Linked DNA regions of Mus musculus: region 2 is linked to region 1. Evidence: chromatin contacts called from public HiChIP or PLAC-seq data. All regions are on one chromosome and are shown on one strand. Each heading gives the region's core, a stretch centred on a gene start, on an enhancer-like site or on the middle of the called end of the contact. The rest is flanking DNA. Distances are from core to core; before and after follow the strand shown.

Region 1 (4,518 bases), core at 396-2,895:
CCGGTAGAAAGGGAAGAGGTCCATGATCCACTGATAGATCTCGCTCAGCGTCAGCATCTTGTTGGGGCTCTGCTGGATGGCCATGGTGATGAGCGAGATGTACGAGTAGGGAGGTTTGGCGTGTGTGTAGCTGCGTCGGTATGTCTTGGGGTCCCGAGCGCGGCTCAGGCCGGCCTGCCCGTACATGGGGCTCATCGAGTTCATGTTGGCGTAGGGGGCAAGGCCACCCATGGCCCCGGCCGCCTGTCCCCCGAGCGGGCTCAGACTCGGACTCAGGTGAGGTCCCATGCCCGCCACGCCGGCCGCCCCGGCTGAGCCGCTCATGCCCGCCATGGCGCCGGCGCCCGGGGACATGCCAGCTAGCGACGGGCTCATTCCAGCGCCCACATAGGATGACATGTTCATGGAGCCCGCGCTCATGTTGCCGGAACCGCCGCCCATGGCAGCCGCGGACATGCTCATGTATGTGTTCATGCCATTCATCCCCAGGCCGGCGTTCATGTTGCTCACGGAAGAGTAGCCCTGCGGACAGAGCCCGGGGAGGAGACAGGTTAGCACCTAGGCTGAGCTCGCCCGATCTTCCCACCCACCCACCAGTTGGACCCAGTCCCCCGCAATTCGTGCAAGCCTCTGGAATCTCTTGCTTTCCCTGGATCCCAGTGCACCAACACCAAGTCCTCTGGGCCCCAAAGAGAGCCGGAAAAGAGATCGCCCTAGGGCCAGCGGGACCTGAGGCTCAGCCTCGCCCAGATTCTAGAACTTCAGTGACCTGGACCACCGCCAACTCAGGCGCCCCAAATGTATTTTACTCTCCCTAGGGGCTCCTCAAATCAGCTGGCCAGCACACTGAGTCAGCACCGAGGCCGGAAATCTCCGTTGCTATCCCAGGTAGTCAAAAGCCACCTTTGGAACCTCACTGGGGCAGTCTCAAGCGAAAATCATCTCAGTGTCCTCTATTCTGGGGTTTCGTACCGGGACCCCACTCCTTAGTCATAGGGGAGTGAAGCGCAGTGCCTGCACAGAGTCCGGGAGCAGCTGGAGGCATCGCGTGGAGGAATAAGGAAGGGACCGCCAACTCGGCTAGGAACTGTTAGTGTCCCGGCTTCGTAGCGACAAACTTTTTTTCTCTTTGTCCACTGGTCTTTGATTCTTTGCCTGTACCTCTGTCCCCAACTCCTACCCACCTTCTCTTCCCCAGCTCCCCACCCCCTCGCCAGCCGACCTCCCACCCCTCCCCAGCCGCGCGCTGCCAAACATAACTCTGTTAGGATAGTGCGTGGCTCGGCCACGAAGAGGATTTGGAGGCGCCGCAAGTCAATATTTGATCACAAAGTTAATATTATCTCAAGGCTAACAGTGTGTCGTATAAAAAAGAGACCCATTTGAGTAGAAGGAGGGCGGAAAAGGCGGCTGTCCAGGAAGGCTAGAGGTGGGGGGGCGGGTACCGGTGAAGGGAGCGTGCGGAGGCTGGGGACGCGGAGATAGCTGTCACCCCACTTCTCCCTGGCCAGGGCAAGAGCTTACCTCGGGCTCCGCGTAGTAGCTGCTCCAGTCGGATGGCTCGTGCCCTTCCATCTTCACGGCTCCCAGCATACTGGAAGCCGAGTGCATGGCGGTTTAAAATTTAACAGCCACAACAAACGACCAGCAATCAGCCCCCACCCCCACCCTCTTAAAAAAAAAAGTCAGCAATGGTACCGTCCCCTCCCTCCCGCCCTCTCTCGCGCTCCCCCTCTCTCCCTCTCTGGACTCCACTTCCTCTCTCTCTCCCGCGGCCTGCGGCGGGAAGTAGCTGGGAGTGGGCGGGAAGGTGGCTGGCGGAGGAGGGGGCCGAAGAACCCTGGAGGCCGGAACCCGAGACTCGCCGTCGGGCGTGCACTCTGTCGCCGCGCTCCCGGGGCTGCCGGTGCAGGCTGAGGCTGGCAGTGTCGAGCTGCCGGGAGGCGGCGGGAAGCTAGCGGCGTGGGGGCGGGCGGGGGGAGAGCGAGAGGAGGGGGAGGAGGAGGAGGAGGAGGTGTGGACCGCGCAGCGGACAAGTGCCGCAATGACGTGAGCGGCTGGTGATATAGCGCGGTGCGCTGGCGCTGGCCTCCAATCCCCAGACCCCGGGCAGCCCATTTGAATAATCAGCTCACACTTAGGTGAGAGGAAGCCAGGGCTAGCGTTCCGCACCTGCCGCTGGGCGCCCCGAGCTAGCCCATCTCCTGCTGTCCCTGGCACTCCCAAGACCCCGACCTGCAAGCAGGCGTGCTGGCGCCCTGGTGGAGTCCCTTCCTTTACGTCCACGGGGAGTCTTCCGTGGACCCAGAGACCTGGGATCAAGCCACCCTTGGAGAAACTCAGGTCTCCTGCTCCCGCCCCGCCCCTCCTCATCGCCCCAAGCACGGGGTTCGTCAATCCGAAGGCGCGTACCGCCTTGGTGGCCTGCAAAGCGAGGCAAGCCAGATTTATTTATCTCGGGTTTCCTCCCTTTTAGTGCACATTCCCTGTCAAAACAACAAGCAGGTGACAGCCAATTTGCAAAGCGCTGTCCTATTTAGAAAAACTGTGTACACACCTTTAACTCGCTGGCCGCTGCTCCGGAGGCCCCTCCCCGTTACAGTTAAGTCCCGGGGCGGCCTCAGGAGGCGCGTAGGACTCGCGTGGTCTGGCCGCCCTGGTCGTCAGTTACCTCAGTCCTCTTTCTGGCTACCCACCTCAGTCGGCCTGGAGAGACCCGTTTAGCTGCAGCCAATACCCGGGAGGCAGCGATTTGCCTCTGGCATGAGGGCCTCGGTGTTTCAAGGTTACTTTTCAGTTAAATCCAAGGTGCCCAAAGCATTTCGTAACTAAAACAAACAGGGCAGTAGGTGGGGGTAGGGCAGGAGAAAAAAAATCAATAATGGGCCTTGTGGGATGACTTCAGGAGGATCTGTGTTCTCTGCCTGCAGAGACCAGGACTGTCTTATAAAAATTGAAAATTTCAGTTTCTTTTCTCTTTAGCTTCTAGGTGTTAAAAAGTGTCATTTGAAGTGTTGTCTTCTGCCTTTGAGGCAGAGGCAGGAGGATCTCAGAGAAGTCTAGGCTGACCTAGTCTATAGAGTGAGTTTCAAGACATCCGGGCTACAGAGAGAAACCTTGTCTCCCCAAACAAAACAAACATGAAAACAACAGAGTATGTCATTTATATTGTTAGCTACCAAGACCGAGACTAAGGTAAGCCTAGATTTTGGAGTGGAGGGTCTTGCCGGCGTTTTTATGTGGACAGTCTTTCTTGGTTCTGAAAATGTGACTAGGATGTAGGGATACAGTCCCAAACTCTTCTCTCTAGGAGATGGAGAAAATAGGAAATAGTTGGCCCAAATCCAGGTGTCCACAATTTCGTGTGGTAGAAGAAGAGTACATAGAGGTGGCAGGTACTGGGGTGAGCTTTGAGCATGGAAGCCTGAATGAGAATGGAAGCCAGATTGGAGGGTAAAGAAAGAGGTCAGCATCCTTTTGGACTGAAGACGCAGCAACATCAGTGCCCTTTGCTGCTGAAACGCACATAGTATGGACAGATAAGGTATTAATGTGTCATCTGAAGCAATGCAGAGCACGAGTCCCTCAAAGGCAACGCCTGTTTTCCCGCTGAAGGTGAATCTGACGTGTTCACCTAGTGAACACAGGGAACCCAGAGAGATCAGATCCTCCAGCATCTTCCCCAGGACCCCACAAGGATGACCGCAGACTTGAAAAAGAGGGGTGCACATGTTGTTTATAGATGCAGCTATTTTTCAAACTTAAAGCAAAAAAAAAATGCAGGCACCCAACTCCCCCCCCCCCAAGAGAGACACAGAGAATCACAGAGAGACAGTTCCACTCCCCACCAGAGAGAGAGAGAGAGAGAGAGAGAGAGCTCCATCCCCAGAGAGAAAAAGGCAGACAGAGACTGAGACAGCATTCTAGTTCTGTCTAGAGATCTTACATGTCGAAGTACAGTACACGCGCACGCACACACAACAAGGACAGTTCTCTCAGGAAGTGAAACTCAAGATATCAACATTCCGGTTTATTCTGTCCGTCGGTCTGTCTGTCCGTCTGTGTCTGTCAGTTGGTCTATTCCACCACCCCTCTCTGTTAAATGCCAGGGTATTTGTAAGCCTGTGGGCTGCACTGCTCTTTGATTGTGCTCCCAGCTGAAATTTGATCCCAGAAATTATTGCACGTGTAAAATTAGTTACCAAGCGCTGGGAGAGTGGGTACGCGGAGCAAAGCATGCTTCTCTCAGATCTGAGAATTCCTACCGTCCCCTCAGACACTGTGTGTGCTCAGATCTCAGGATAGCTGGGAGCGCTAACATCCAACTTCCACAGTGACAGGGCGCCCCCTGTCGGCCGCGAGGATTTCGGGGTCAACCCCAGTCCGGTCTTTTAGCTTTTGGAATCCTAATCGCGCTCCAACTGCTGTCCCTGGGCACCTTCTTCTGGCCCCATCTCCACCCAAGTGCTCCGCGTGGAAGTGAACACAGCCAAACCCGCGTCTAGTCTCCTAGCTCCG
Region 2 (4,574 bases), core at 165-2,664, 120 kb before region 1:
ATTTGACAAATGCAAAGAGACTCTCAATCAAGAAGAACTGACATGATTTCATAATGTGTTTAAATATTGACTACTGTTCTTCAGCTCTGGGGTGTTTCAATCCCAAGATAAGGAAATACCAAGCAAAAACCCAGTGGCCGTCTAACCATAGCACCTTGTGGTTTGGGCAACAGTGGAGATGGGCGTGGAAACTCAGCAGCTCACCTGCCCTGACACTGCTACCAAAGAAAGCCTCTTGCATCAGAACACAACTATTGCCTGTCATTTAAGAGCAAAGGAAAGGGGTGAATGGGCCTAGACCCATAAGATTTAGTCCACACTAAGACTGAGAAGTTGGGTTTCCTAAGGAAAGCAGGCATACACTGGGCTCTCAATGATGTCCTTAATAGTAACTATTAGGTAAACACCTCTTGGTGTCTCAGCACTTGCAGATCTCCTAGTCATTTTAAAAATAAGTGAACTACTTAACCATATTCCTTTCTTGTTTCATCTGCAGTAGTTGGGCTCATTTAGCCTAGCAAGAGGATCTACTCCCTATCTGAAATCAGGTCTATTGTAGACCCTGAAATATAATGGTAGAAAGATTGTTCCTATCAATTTGAATCTGGATTACCTCGTTTGATAGGTAGATAGTAGGAAAATGCAGATGGAGTGATTATTAGGATGCTAGACCTTGCAAGGTTAATGGTGGAAGTCAAACGATGTGCAGACAAGCATTAAATTCAGAGAAAGTTTCATGTTACAACCATTATAAAGAAGGAAAGTCTTTTTGGCTGGGTATGGTGCCAGGATATTTCTTCTGCCCAGGCAGCGTGCATGGTAGAAATAGAAATTCCAGGGTGTCAACAAGACAAGTGTCTGACCCACCCTCTCAAATCCTTCCTGTTTCTCTGACTACTCACATTTGTATCCGCCCCCCTCTTTATTTTTTTTGTTGAAGTTTTCCTTGGTGGTATGGTATCTTCTCCACCCCCAAAACTCTGTTGGCTGTGAATCCTAGAGAATTTACAACCTTCGGAGCAGCCCTTGACACGTCAGTAGGATTTTTGTGGTCGGCACTCCATCCCCTTCACCCTTGTAACTCTGTACTTGTTTCTTGAGGTCCCAGAATGACTAAGCTGTAATAGTTTGATGACATGCCCTCCTCTAACTGCTTCTATGTCCCACTTTTGCCAGCCCTAGAGTTTCCAAGAATTGTAGTACACTCTTACTTAGAGCAAGCAGCAAGTGAGTAACTTGCACCTTAAATCGCCAATCCCTCGTTTGCTTCTAGGGGACAACAAACTGCAACTTAGTGTTCACTTCTCCTTTGATTAGCCTTGGGCAAGTTAAGCAGCCAGGGGGAGGGGTAGACTAGGAAGGCCACAGTGCTTGTGGAGAGCTGGCACTCTAATGAGTTTCCTGAGTTCCAGCTGGGTGAGTCTGACCCACTTCTGCATCCCTTCCAACCCAGCACATCGTCTGCCAGGAGCAGAGAGCATTGGGGTAAACATGACATTTTCCTCACGCTCAGCAAGACAGGAAGTTCATTAAGTTTGGTATAAATCTTTGCCTTTAAAGTGCCAGTTGGTGATTTATTTTCTCCTTCTGTTTAGATTTTTAGAGTGTAGGTGCCAACCTCTGGAATCCAATCCAAAACCCCAAGCGAAGTCCTGTTGATAAATCAACAAAAGCCCTGTTTGCACAACGCAAGCCAGATGCAAATCCTTTATCCTTGAGAGGGAGTCTAATGATCATTTTTCGATGTTGTAAAAGGTGCCATGGCAAAGCATCTCACTAATTCTCACCTTGGCTTCTAAAAAATATCCTCCGGCTGCCTTTCTTCAAAGAAAATCCACAGATAAATAAAATCTCTCCAGGAACACCACGGGCTGCAAACACATTGGAGGGGAAAGAAAATTGCAGAGAGAGGGCACACTCCTCCAGCATTTCTGCGTTGCATTTGGGCAGCATGATCCACCAGCCTGAGCTTCTTCATCTGCAGAGGGGCTTTATGTAGGATCCCACGTGAGACCTTGGCGAATTGCTGAGACATTAACCTCTGGTTGCTATTAGCCGAGACTTGGACATGTGACTAACTCCCTTTGATCCTCTATTTCCTTATTTTAGGATTGCCAAAAAGGATGAAATGCATTCATTTGTTTGTCCTCCACATCTGAGAAGTTGATTTAGCATCTGCACTGTGCCAGAACTGTCCTGGTCTCAGGGATATACAGGTGAATTGAACAACCGCAGGCCAATGGTGGAAAGCAGGGGGAAACAAAGAGATGGAGAAAAGAGCTGTGACTGACAGCTTGGCACTAGTCAAACCACACCAGCCTCAAATGAGCTGAGTCTTTGTGTTAAGAGCTTTGGAAACCATCAAAGGCTGTTAAGGCGGGAATGGGTAACTCAACTAAATGAAGAGGCAGAAAAGAGCTGATGATAAAAGAGATAACAGCACAAGTCACCATCCGGGCAGGCATCAACCAATGGAAGCAGAGGCCCCTCTCCTCCCATCCCAGAAACAAGAATTACTACCCTGTTCTTAAGCGAAGTTCTAAGGCAGAATTACCTGGTAACTGAGAAGCTATCACCTACTGCCATGATCCAATTACCCACATGGGGACAAAGATCATCTATTGTTTGCAAGGAGGAAATTGGAAATTAAGTTTTATGAGCTAACATAGAAGAGGCTTCTGTTTGATAAGGATCATTGTAAAAATCGTTACACTTTTCATATCAGTATAGGTAGGGAAGCACAAAAGAGGTTATAGGTTCTAAAAGCAGCATTATGGGACAAAAGGCTTCTCAAAGGATTGAGCAATACTCAAGGATTGAAGTATATGTCTTTAAAGTGTCTTGGCAGTTGGTCATATTCAGTTTTGGAGAGGTCTCCATATACCACACACACAAGTATATACACACTGTATATTTTGCAGATATGAGTATAAAACACACTTTATGTGTGTGTATGTATATATGTGTGTGTGGTATATGTATGTATATGGCTTCTGTATACTCATTAACACACATGTGTGTACATGTGCACCCATACACACATACACACACACACACACACACACACACACACACACACACACACACACACACAGCTGGCCTGGTATTTCTTATATAGACAAGGTTTCCCTCAAATCTATAGCAATTCTCTCACCTCAGTCTTCTGTGCACTGGCTAAATTTATTTTCTGGGAACTAAAGAAAGTATCTGGTATAACAGGACAGCTAATTAGGTGGAAGTTACAATCACAAAAGTGTGCAATTAAATAAGACCCAAGAATTGCTAAAGGTAGGACATGGGCTTGTAATGTTGGACTGTGTAGAAATGAAGATTAAAGAAGGCAAATAATTGGCTGTGTCTCAGCTGAGATTTCTGCTGTGCTCCTGTCTTCAGAACATACATAAGTTGGCCAAAACAAACAGCTATGTCATCATCAAAGTTTTATGGAAACAACAATAAGAACTAAATATTTGTCATGTTCATAAAACACAAAAATCTTAGAACTACCTTCCAGAAGGTATTTAACTCAATGACAAGGAAATGATGATCTGTTACTGGGTACAGATTTAATAATCTATCAGGGGGAAGAATCCTGGGGCTGGAGAGATGGCTCAGTGTGCAAAGTGCCAGCTGCACAAGCATGGGGACCTGTGTTCAGATCCCCGGCATCCATCTAGCATCCTGACATGACAATTCCCACCTAACTGTCAGCCCTGTGTTGATGGTATGGAGACAGGCAGATCAACAGAGCTCACTAGCCAGATAGTCTAACCATATCTCTAAACTCTAGTAGAGACTCTGTCAAAACATAAAAACAAAAATAGACAGTAATATTGACCTCTGGCCTCTACTCACACATTGACATACCTGCAGACACACACACACAAACACACACACACACACACACACACACCTCAAAAAATCTGAAAATTGGAAATTTAGAAAAGAATATTTTAGACTTAATGATGTATTAAGACATTATCTGATTTTTGTGATGGCAACTGAAAGATTTAGCAGATAAATATTTTAAAGCTGTAAAGGAACCACAAATGTATGAATGCTACAGAAAATCAAACAGTGTTATCCTTCAAATAATTCAAATTCTTTGTATTTATAATGAATATTCTTAACTATTCAGACTGACTTACTAAGCTGCATTCTAGGAATGGTCAGCAGGGCAGTTCAACGTGGATTCCTAGGAAAGTTCAAGAATAAGATTTCAAGTATATTAGGAGCATTGAGATCCAAGATAAGCGTGCTACAAATAATTCCTTCTGAAAATTGTTTATTTCATTTTTTGCTGTGCTACAAACTAGGGAAAACCAGAGCACATAATAGAGCCAGTGTCATCCGCCAGCAGAGGTTTGCACTGGATACACCAACTCTCAGATGAATTCTTCATCAAAATGAAACACGGATAAATTTCCATGAACTTCCTCTTTGTGTTCAGTCCTGTTAGCTACTCCATCTGCCTTGGATTCAGGTTTTCTTTGAAATGAGTGTACAAATCAATGTATAGAATAGTCCTTCCTACAGAGTAAATAGTGTGCAGTAAAAAGTGGCCAACTTTTGAG

Evidence for each region. HiChIP or PLAC-seq counts read pairs in DNA pulled down with a chosen protein or histone mark.
Region 2: a contact with region 1 is called in a FOXA1 HiChIP or PLAC-seq map of pancreatic cancer cells. The contact joins the enhancer-like site here to the promoter of Foxa2 in region 1. A contact is called at or near these places in 3 of 39 promoter capture datasets (the 3T3-L1 cell line and embryonic stem cells), 5 of 484 Hi-C or Micro-C datasets (the MNK3 cell line, liver, nephron progenitors and 1 more), 6 of 115 datasets of contacts at active chromatin or transcription factors (differentiating embryonic stem cells, embryonic stem cells, kidney and 2 more) and 3 of 9 other capture datasets (embryonic stem cells, liver and pancreatic islet).

The regions. Positions count from the first base shown.
Region 1 is chr2:148,044,303-148,048,820 of GRCm38.p6, forward strand. It overlaps Foxa2 (forkhead box A2), which reads right to left and starts at 1,646. Exons shown (of 2, transcript NM_001291065.1): 1 at 1,525-1,646; 2 at 1-522. The coding sequence starts at 1,611.
Region 2 is chr2:147,926,932-147,931,505 of GRCm38.p6, forward strand. No RefSeq gene overlaps it. Among named protein-coding and RNA genes, the nearest start is that of Gm35579, 29 kb to the left of the region's middle. Within about 2 kb of position 1,415, at least 52 of the 459 cell types and tissues checked have an H3K27ac peak or open chromatin away from gene starts, as enhancers often do. A contact at or near this core is called in the MNK3 cell line, liver and pancreatic cancer cells, where this site is marked.